Regions from separate parts of the Sus scrofa genome. Here regions 2 and 3 are each linked to region 1. Evidence: chromatin contacts called from public Hi-C and HiChIP or PLAC-seq data. All regions are on one chromosome and are shown on one strand. The core of a region is the stretch at or near the end of the contact, and the rest is flanking DNA. Distances in the headings are between cores, read along the strand shown. Region 1 holds the start of TRMO (tRNA methyltransferase O). Region 2 holds the start of XPA (DNA repair protein complementing XP-A cells). Region 3 holds the start of CORO2A (coronin-2A).

Region 1 (2,700 bases), core at 96-2,595:
CTAAAGATCAGGCACTGTGAACACAATTGCCTGTGGGTTAAAGATTAGAAGCACAAGATGTTTTTCAGCAATTTTCCTAGTTTGTCCTAATCTGTGACCAATCTGTCCTTTTGGTAAGTACTGTTATTCGAGGAAAAGGCAAGATTCCATAAATCAGAAGACCACCAGGATCATGATGAGCTCTCCTGACACCAGCTTTGATGACTAAAATTTCCTGAAAGAAAAACACGTTTGCCCCAATCTTGACTCTTACCTGAAACCCTGTTCTTCTCCTTTTAGATTATAAAACTCCCTGCAATTCTTCCCCAAAGGAGGAGAGTCTTTAAGACATTAGCCTGCTGTGGTCTCCTTTGCCTGGCAAAGCAATAAAAGCTATATTTTTTTTTCTCCTTCACCCAAAACTGTCTCTGGGGTTCCATTTGGTAGCAGTTGGACAGAGACCCAGTTTTTGGCAACAGTCTCAAGAACTTTCACTTTTCTAAGTGAAATAAAACCAGTAATAACCTAAACACCCAACAAAAGGAACTGGGTAAATAAGAGCACACCTATAAAACAAAACAGTGTGCAACCTCTTAAAATTAACATTAATTGCCATGGAAAGTTTTTACAAACCTTAAGGTTTTGAGGTTATAAAACAGTGGGATTACATATCAACACATATTTCTAGGATATATGCACTGAAAAAATTATGGAAGGTATAAACCAAGATATTAACAGAGGTTTTCTCTGCTTGATGGCCAACTACTTTAACCTTTTTTCCATTTGCTTCCTCTAATTTCCAAAGTTAAGACAGTCTCCTGCATAAGTAAGAGTGAAAATACAGAGAAACAAGCCCATGACCATCTTTCCAGGTTCAGCTTAAAACTATTTCCTACAGCACCGGATGCTTCTCTCTGGTGGCATTAACTCCTAGTCGGCACAGCACCTGATGTAAACATCCTATCTCTCCTTTATGAGTGAGAACTCTCCAAAGGACAGGCCACTACACTGCAGGTGGCTGTTCTGCCAAGGTCAGCCGACCTCAGCCACCACGAACAGGGCAGGAGAGATGACGTCATCCTGCTCCACCTCCGATACATCACGTGGTCGTCTAAGCACGTGACCCGTGCCTTCGCAATAAACAGGAAAAGGACCCAGTCCGTTCACGGTCTCGCTTTCCTTGTCCTCTCTACAGTTAAGTCGGCTGCCTGCACTTATGGTTGTTCTGAGAGAGGAACCGCCAGCCTCTTAAAAGTTACCTGTCTCCAGAGTTGGCTTCACGCACCCGCACGGGGTAGCTTTAGGGCGAGGCCCAGGGTCCTCCAAGCCGCGCATAACTACTGGTTGCACAGGTGCCCACCCAACGCGTTAAGCCTTCCGCTTCCGGTCTCCGCGCCTGGCGCCTGCGCAACAGCCGCTCGGGCTGGTGGCGCTAAGATCCAGCACGCGCTAGGGGTGTGGGGTGCGCGCCGCGCGCGCAGCGGGCGGCGGCGGAAGCAGAACTGAGGTTGAGGTTGTGTACCTGAGGTCTCGTTCCGTTCCTGAACCCGCGTCTATGCGGTCCCGCCTGGATCCACAGCAGTTTCCCGCCCTCTCAGGGCAGCTAGCGACTCCGAAGTTACTGCCCGTTTCAAGGGGGACTCGTCATTGAAGATTTATGCATAAAGATATCTCTCTCGAAATAAGCAACCTGCGTATCTAACGCATGACGATAATTTTTAAAGACAAAGGATATGTATGGGTAGTATATCACATAGCAAGATGATCGGATGTTAGAAAATGTTAATACTTGGATGGTGGGAATACACAAATGGTCATTTATACTTATCTGTATGCTCCCATTTTTCCGTAATAAGAAGGATGTTTTGTCAGAAAGGAGCCCCAGGTAAATCTTATTTCAAATCTAATGGATGGGTAGACCCACACCAGATTAGGTAGGGGTTGAGAGGTGGAGACTTGTTTCCTGTGCGTCATACTTCATGGGAACTGAAGCGAGAATGAAATTTGAATCAACATGCCATATACATTGAGGAGATTGTGCCATCGTTTCTGGAGAGCTCTAAAAAACTGAGGGCCAGCAAGAATCAGTTTTCATTCCATTGGATGGCCAGTTATCCTTGCACCGCTAGCCTGCCCTTTTACCCATTGACTTGTAACGTCTTCTCTCACCTGTATATTTTATCAAGTTTCTCTGTATACATAATTCTGCTTCTGAGCTTTTTATCCTGTTGTTGCATGAGGGTTGGGGTGCGGAGGGTGGAGCATGTGCCTGCAAAATAAATTATTCAAATAAAACTGCATAGATGTGGAAGCTTTATAACCATGAAAAGCTGTTCCTCAACTGGTTCATTTGTCGTGGACTAAATAGATCACTAGCAGAAAAGGAACATTGGAAGGAGCCAAAGATTTAAAGATCGTGGGGTTTAAAACAAAAACTAAAAATTGAGAAAATTCGTACACCTACATATCTTCTGATAGGTCTTTTCCACGTGAAAATTTTAAAAAGTTCTCTTGTGGCAAAGCAGGTTAAGGATCTGGCATTGTCACTGCAGCGGTCTGAGTCGCTCTTGTGGCGGGAGTTGGATCCCTGGCCCAGCAACTTCTTCATGCCACCAGCGCAGCCAGAAAAAGAAAAAATTAGACAAGAATGCTATTGTTTTCAGGAGGAAAGAGTTCTGGGGCAGCTGAAGAAACAAGAACAAGTTGCAGAAGGGCTGAGCT
Region 2 (2,700 bases), core at 55-2,554, 220 kb before region 1:
GACACCCAGCTAGCTCTTTTCACTCTTCCTTACTCCTGGCTGATGAAAGGGTTAAGTAGATGATACAGTTTTGTGTTCAACTGCTCACACACTACACAGTTGGTTGAGGAACACAGGTGCTTCGTGTCATGGAGGCAGTCCTAAAGAATCACATGTCAATCAAACTATATTTTAGGTACCATGGAGAAGACTACCACTTGATCCCAGTGGAGAGTTATATGATAAACACATACATGATAAGCAAATAGACAAATGCACAGCCAAGGGCTGTCCTAATAAAGGGAAGATGAAATCCAGACAAGAATAACACAAGAATAACAGCCTTTCTTCCTAAGGGTGAGAGAAATGCTTAGTATAGCAAAGGAAGCTGGTGAACAAGACCTTGAACCGAGGGTCAGATGACCTGAGTTCTAGTCCAGATTAGCCTTTGCACTTGCTGAGACGAACCTGAGCAAACCTCTGTCGCTTTCTGGCGCTCAATTATCTCCTCAGTAAAACATGGATACCAAACCCTGCCCTAATTATTTTCAGGTTAGCTGTGAGAGCCAAATTAGCTACTTGGAAACTTTGACACACAACAGTTGTCACTCGGTTAGCCCCACGGAGTCAGTAGCTAATGTCTGTTTGCTCCTCTCTGCGCCCAGCACGTAGCAAGCACTGTGTGCCAATTAGGGAATATGCACTCAATCACCCTGCGTTAAATGGATGAATAAGGAAGCAGGTGCAGGATTACTAAAATGTGTTACGAGGTCTAAAAGCTTTATACAAAGACCATCCCGGGACTGGTGGAAGCTGCAGGCAGAGAACAGAAAAGGAGAACGGAGACATTGCCTGGCTCCTCCCGACAGCGAGGGCGGCGGCATCCCCAAGCCAAGGACGGCCGCTGGACCGCCCAGGTGCCGTGAGGCAAGGCCAGGGCTGGGAGTCAGAAGTCGCCCTGTGGTCTTGGACACCCCGCTGTGACAAGGCCAGCTGAGCTGAATCCCTCCGAGGACTGCGGGGGAGGGTCTGGTCGCCACACCAAGGACGGGGCCCCAGGTCCGCCAGGAGAGAGATGGGGCAGACGCCGCTAGGGTCCAAACCTCCGGTAGCCGCAGCCGTCGTCGCTGGGTAAGGCCGGGCCGCCAGCCGGGCCTGGCGCAACATCAGCGCCCGCTGCCGCTTACGCTCGATGTTCGCCCGCACTGAGGCAGGCAGCTCCGCCGGCTGTTCTGAAGCCGCCGGCTGAGATGAAGACCCTTCAGCAGCCGCCATGTCCAACCTCCCCAGAAGACTGTGGCAATAGCCCCCACGCAGGCGCATTGAAACGCCAAAGCTGGTCGAGGCCCCGCCTCCGCGCTGGCGGTAGGGAGCGCGCCTGCGCATTTTGAGAAGGACTTGCAGAAAGGAGCGGTAGTTGGAATCTGCGCAAGCGTCAGAGCGGAGTTTACTTGTTGGCTTTGTAACTCTGAAGTCGCCGGCTGGTTCCAAGATCAGTGTTCAGGACCCAGTCATCTTTAAAATAATAGCTTCGCTTGGTGGTTCAGCACATGGGCATTGGAGTCAGACTTGGATGAAATCTTAGTTCTGACACTTGCCATCTGCGTGGCCTTCAGTAAGTCACTTACCCTGAGTTCAGTTTCAACAGTAGTAAAATGAGGATAATTACAGAACCACTTAATAGAGTTGTTGAGAAAATTAGATGTAGTCTTTCCGCACAATGCCTGGCACATAGAAAGCTTCCCAAAATGATGGCAGTTAGTAGTAACAGTAGTTTCAATCAAAAGAAATCAGCGGATGATTGGTATGACTACTTTGAAATTCTGGCCTAGACAGAGTCATAGATTTGAAATGAGAACACCTGGGTTTAAACTCTGGGTGACAAAAGGCAAAGGCAGCACCAATTACCAAAGCTGGTATGCGTAAGTTTGGCTAACTTTTCCATGGAATATTTCTAGAGTGTGGATGAACTTACTTTGGATTTGAGCTAAACCCTGACTTCCCAAAAGTGTGGCAAATGAAGCAAAATAAATATGGCATGCTTTCCTAAAAATGTATTTTTTTATGACAATAAAACTTAATTGAAGCCAGAAAACATTAAGTTCTAATTACCACTTATACCATTGGGACTAGTTCTTAGAACAAACTGGCCCACTGGATAATACCTAACATTCACAGTTTGAGAAGCACAACCTAGTGGTTTTAGTCAATCAGTTATATGTATATCTAAGCTGGAGGACCTTCTATAGAGTAAATAAGTGCTGCGATCTCCTAGTTGAACTGGAGACAGATTTCAAACCATCCCTACTCCTTTTCCCCTCAAATTCCTCTCGCTCCCTATCCATTGATCTTGTCCCATGATAAAATCTCAAGTTTCATATGATAACGAAAGCACAAACAGGATAAAATTAGATAAATTAACTTAATAAAAATTAGTGACTTTTGGAGTTCCCGTCGTGGCTCAGTGGTTAACGAATCCAACTAGGAACCATGAGGTTGCGGGTTCGGTCCCTGGCCTCCCTTAGTGGGTTAAGGATCTGGCATTTGCTGTGAGCTGTGGGTGTAGGTCGCAGACACGGTTCGGATCCCGAGTTGCTGTGGCTCTTGCGTAGGCTGGCGGCTACAGCTCTGATTAGACCCCTAGCCTGGGAACCTCCATATTCAGCCCTAGAAAAAGGCAAAAAGACAAATAAATAAATAAATAAGTAAATAAGTAGTAAG
Region 3 (2,700 bases), core at 64-2,563, 210 kb after region 1:
TCCAGTCCTGATGAAGGTGGGTTCTGAACAAGCCTCAGGCTGACTACTAACTGCTCCAGGGCAGACACCTCAGCTCTCTTGTCTTGCCTTTGCTCCCTTTGGCTCTGACAGGAGAAACAGCTCTGGATCTGGGGCTGTTTAACCCTGAGGTGAACTGATTTAAGGGACCAGATAATTGCCCTGGGGTGGGGATGGAGGGGTCAGATGTTGTCTGTGTGCCAGAGCAGGACTAGCAGACTCTAGCTCTGTTTACAGCGAGTGAGATTCCCATCATAAGGGGTGTGCAGTGGGGCAGTGAGATGGTCCAGAGGGATCTTACCAAGGGGCCAGGACAGACACCAGAGGTCGTCTTTACCCAGAAATCTTGGAGCCACAGTCTCTCAGACATTTGCTCTGTCCCAGACCCGACCCCACCCAAACACCATCTCTTGGCACTGTAGCTCCTCTAGGTCCGTCTATGCATGGACAAGCCAACCATATCACATCAGGCTGGGACTTAGATTTGGGCGTTAGCACCTGGTGGGGAGACATTGCATACCATGCCCTAAATCCAGGTACTTGCGTGGGTCTGGTCCAGGCAAGTCTGTGCCAGAGGGCTCCACCACCTCCAACCTAGGGCTCCTCCAGCCCCAGACCGCGAGGAAGACTAGGCTTAGACTCTGACTGCCCCACCCTGCATGCCCAGGCTGGCTTGACAGGGACCTGGGGGTGTCGCCTATTAATGTTTCCTGTGCAGGGAAGCTGAGGCCCAGCAGGTTACCCAGCCAGGAGAGGGAAGAGTCCCAACACGGGTCCCGCGGGGCACCCAGGCCACTAGGGGGGACTGTCGGGACCGGCTTGCCACACCCAGCAAGAGCAGCCCTCACTGCGGGTGGGCTGTGCAGACAGTGCCCATCCGACCCTGCGCCGTCGGGAGCCTGGAGCTTGAGGCGGCCCCTCCCCACAGCCCAGCGACGAAGGGGCCATCCTTGTGCCCGCTATCCCGATGGGGAAACTGAGGCCTGGAGAGAAGCAGTGCTTTTTGCAAGGTCACGCAGAGGTGTCGAACGCCAGGTTCCCCGCGTCCCGCCAGGTCCCCAGCGGTGCGCCGAGCCCCAGCATCCCTCCCCAGGCGTTGCAGCTCAGAGGCGCAGCACGAGCACATCGCGCAGACGGGGAAGGCATAGCCCGGCGGCCCGGGACCGCCCTACCTTGATGACGGCCGCGCAGGTGGCGGTAGCGGCGGCGGCGTCTGGCTCTGGTTCTGAGCTCCTCGCTGCCCGCCGAGTCCCCGCGCCCAGCGCTGCCGCCTCCTCCCACCCTCAGCCCAGCGGGAGGGGCCGGTGGGAGGGGCCGGGGCCGAGCACAAGCCCCGCCCGCGAGTCCGCCAGGCCACCCTTCCTTCCTCGGCCCTTGGGCCGCGTTCCTGGTACCCCGGAGCTTGTCTCGGGGCGCGCATTCGCACAGAGAAAGGGCTCGCACAGCGGCGCGCACACGCCGCAGTGAATGGGGCGGGCTCCCCGGGGACCGAGTAGAGGCTGGGGTTGCCTTCCTTCACATCCCGTCGCTTTCTCGCGGAGTGGTATGAGACAAGGGATTCGATCCTTCCGGGAGGGTCACTTTACCCTTAGGTGGAGTGGAAACAAACCGTGTCTGCTTCAGAGTTGTTTGAGAATTGGAAGTGACGATCTAATTTACCGGCGCAGTAATGTGCGCACTCAGAGACGGCCACAGGAGTAGCGCTTGGTGAACCCGAGCTGTTGGAGTAATTCCTGGGGGTTCCCGGTACGTCGAGAGGAAGAGGGCAGGGAGGATCTCTGAGTATGGGAGGACGCCCTTCTTTCTATCGGTAGCCAAGAGGGGGCGCTGCTGCTTAGTCTTGCCGCCTTGGGCAGTGGGGGCGGAGATGGGGAAGCCCAGCCTTTTTGTAATATCACCACCCAACTCCTGAAGAACCGGGCACTGTTCTGGGCACCTTAAATGCATCACCGCAGTTTATCGACACATAAACCTACTAGGTTAGCTTTTACCTATTTTACACATAAGAAATCTGAAGTTCACAGAGGTTAAGTACCTTTCTTAAGATGACACCAGTATCAGTACAACCCTAGGCAGTGTGGCTCCCAAGCCCAAGCTTATAGTCACTCCACCACACCGTCTCTCATGAGAACAACTGTTTGTTCAGTGGTGTATCTCCAGGGCCTAGAACAGTGCCTGGCTCAGTAAGTGTTAATTCACCCGAATGTCTTAATTCACCTAGGGCTTCAGCCAGTAACTATGGTATGCATTTCCTACCCATTTGCACTCTCATATCTTTGTGCCCTTGTTCGCAGTCCTCTCTGCCAGGAATTCTCTTCCCATATCATGGTCTACTGTCTAAACAGATTCATTTCTTCCTTCCATGTCCTTCCCCAGGAAGGCTTCCCAGAACCCTTGTGGACATTCCCTCCCAGCCTCATATCTGCATCTTCCCAACTCCTGAAGAACCGGGCACTGTTCTGGGCACCTTAAATGCATCACCGCAGTTGCCATGATGATAGGCGGCTGGGACTGTGTTTGGGGACCTCTCTGGTTCCACATGGGCATAGGACCAATGGGCCAGAGGGGAGACCATTGGAAGCCTCTGTAATAGACAGAAGGTGGTACCTTTCCTAGAGATGCTCCCTGCACGTGTGTGTTCCTCATTCTCTTGTCCTGTCCTTTCCTGTTATCCTGGTTCAT

The links. A called contact is a pair of places that touch in the nucleus more often than the background predicts. HiChIP or PLAC-seq counts read pairs in DNA pulled down with a chosen protein or histone mark.
Region 2: a contact with region 1 is called in an H3K27ac HiChIP or PLAC-seq map of alveolar macrophages. The contact joins the promoter of XPA here to the promoter of TRMO in region 1. A contact is called at or near these places in 2 of 5 promoter capture datasets (fetal liver and liver), 5 of 47 Hi-C or Micro-C datasets (embryonic fibroblasts, liver, mesenchymal stem cells and 1 more) and 1 of 2 datasets of contacts at active chromatin or transcription factors (alveolar macrophages).
Region 3: a contact with region 1 is called in a Hi-C map of skeletal muscle, with 3 times the contacts expected there. The contact joins the promoter of CORO2A here to the promoter of TRMO in region 1. A contact is called at or near these places in 2 of 47 Hi-C or Micro-C datasets (fibroblasts and skeletal muscle).

What each region holds. Positions count from the first base shown.
Region 1 is chr1:239,785,587-239,788,286 of Sscrofa11.1, forward strand. It overlaps TRMO (tRNA methyltransferase O), which reads right to left and starts at 1,346. Exons shown (of 6, transcript NM_001243624.1): 1 at 1,239-1,346. The coding sequence starts at 1,314.
Region 2 is chr1:239,567,285-239,569,984 of Sscrofa11.1, forward strand. It overlaps XPA (DNA repair protein complementing XP-A cells), which reads right to left and starts at 1,305. Exons shown (of 7, transcript XR_301366.3): 1 at 1,083-1,305.
Region 3 is chr1:239,999,651-240,002,350 of Sscrofa11.1, forward strand. It overlaps CORO2A (coronin-2A), which reads right to left and starts at 1,314. Exons shown (of 12, transcript XM_005660267.3): 1 at 1,191-1,314. TBC1D2 (TBC1 domain family member 2A) reads right to left here. Exons shown (of 16, transcript XM_021066519.1): 16 at 1,948-2,700.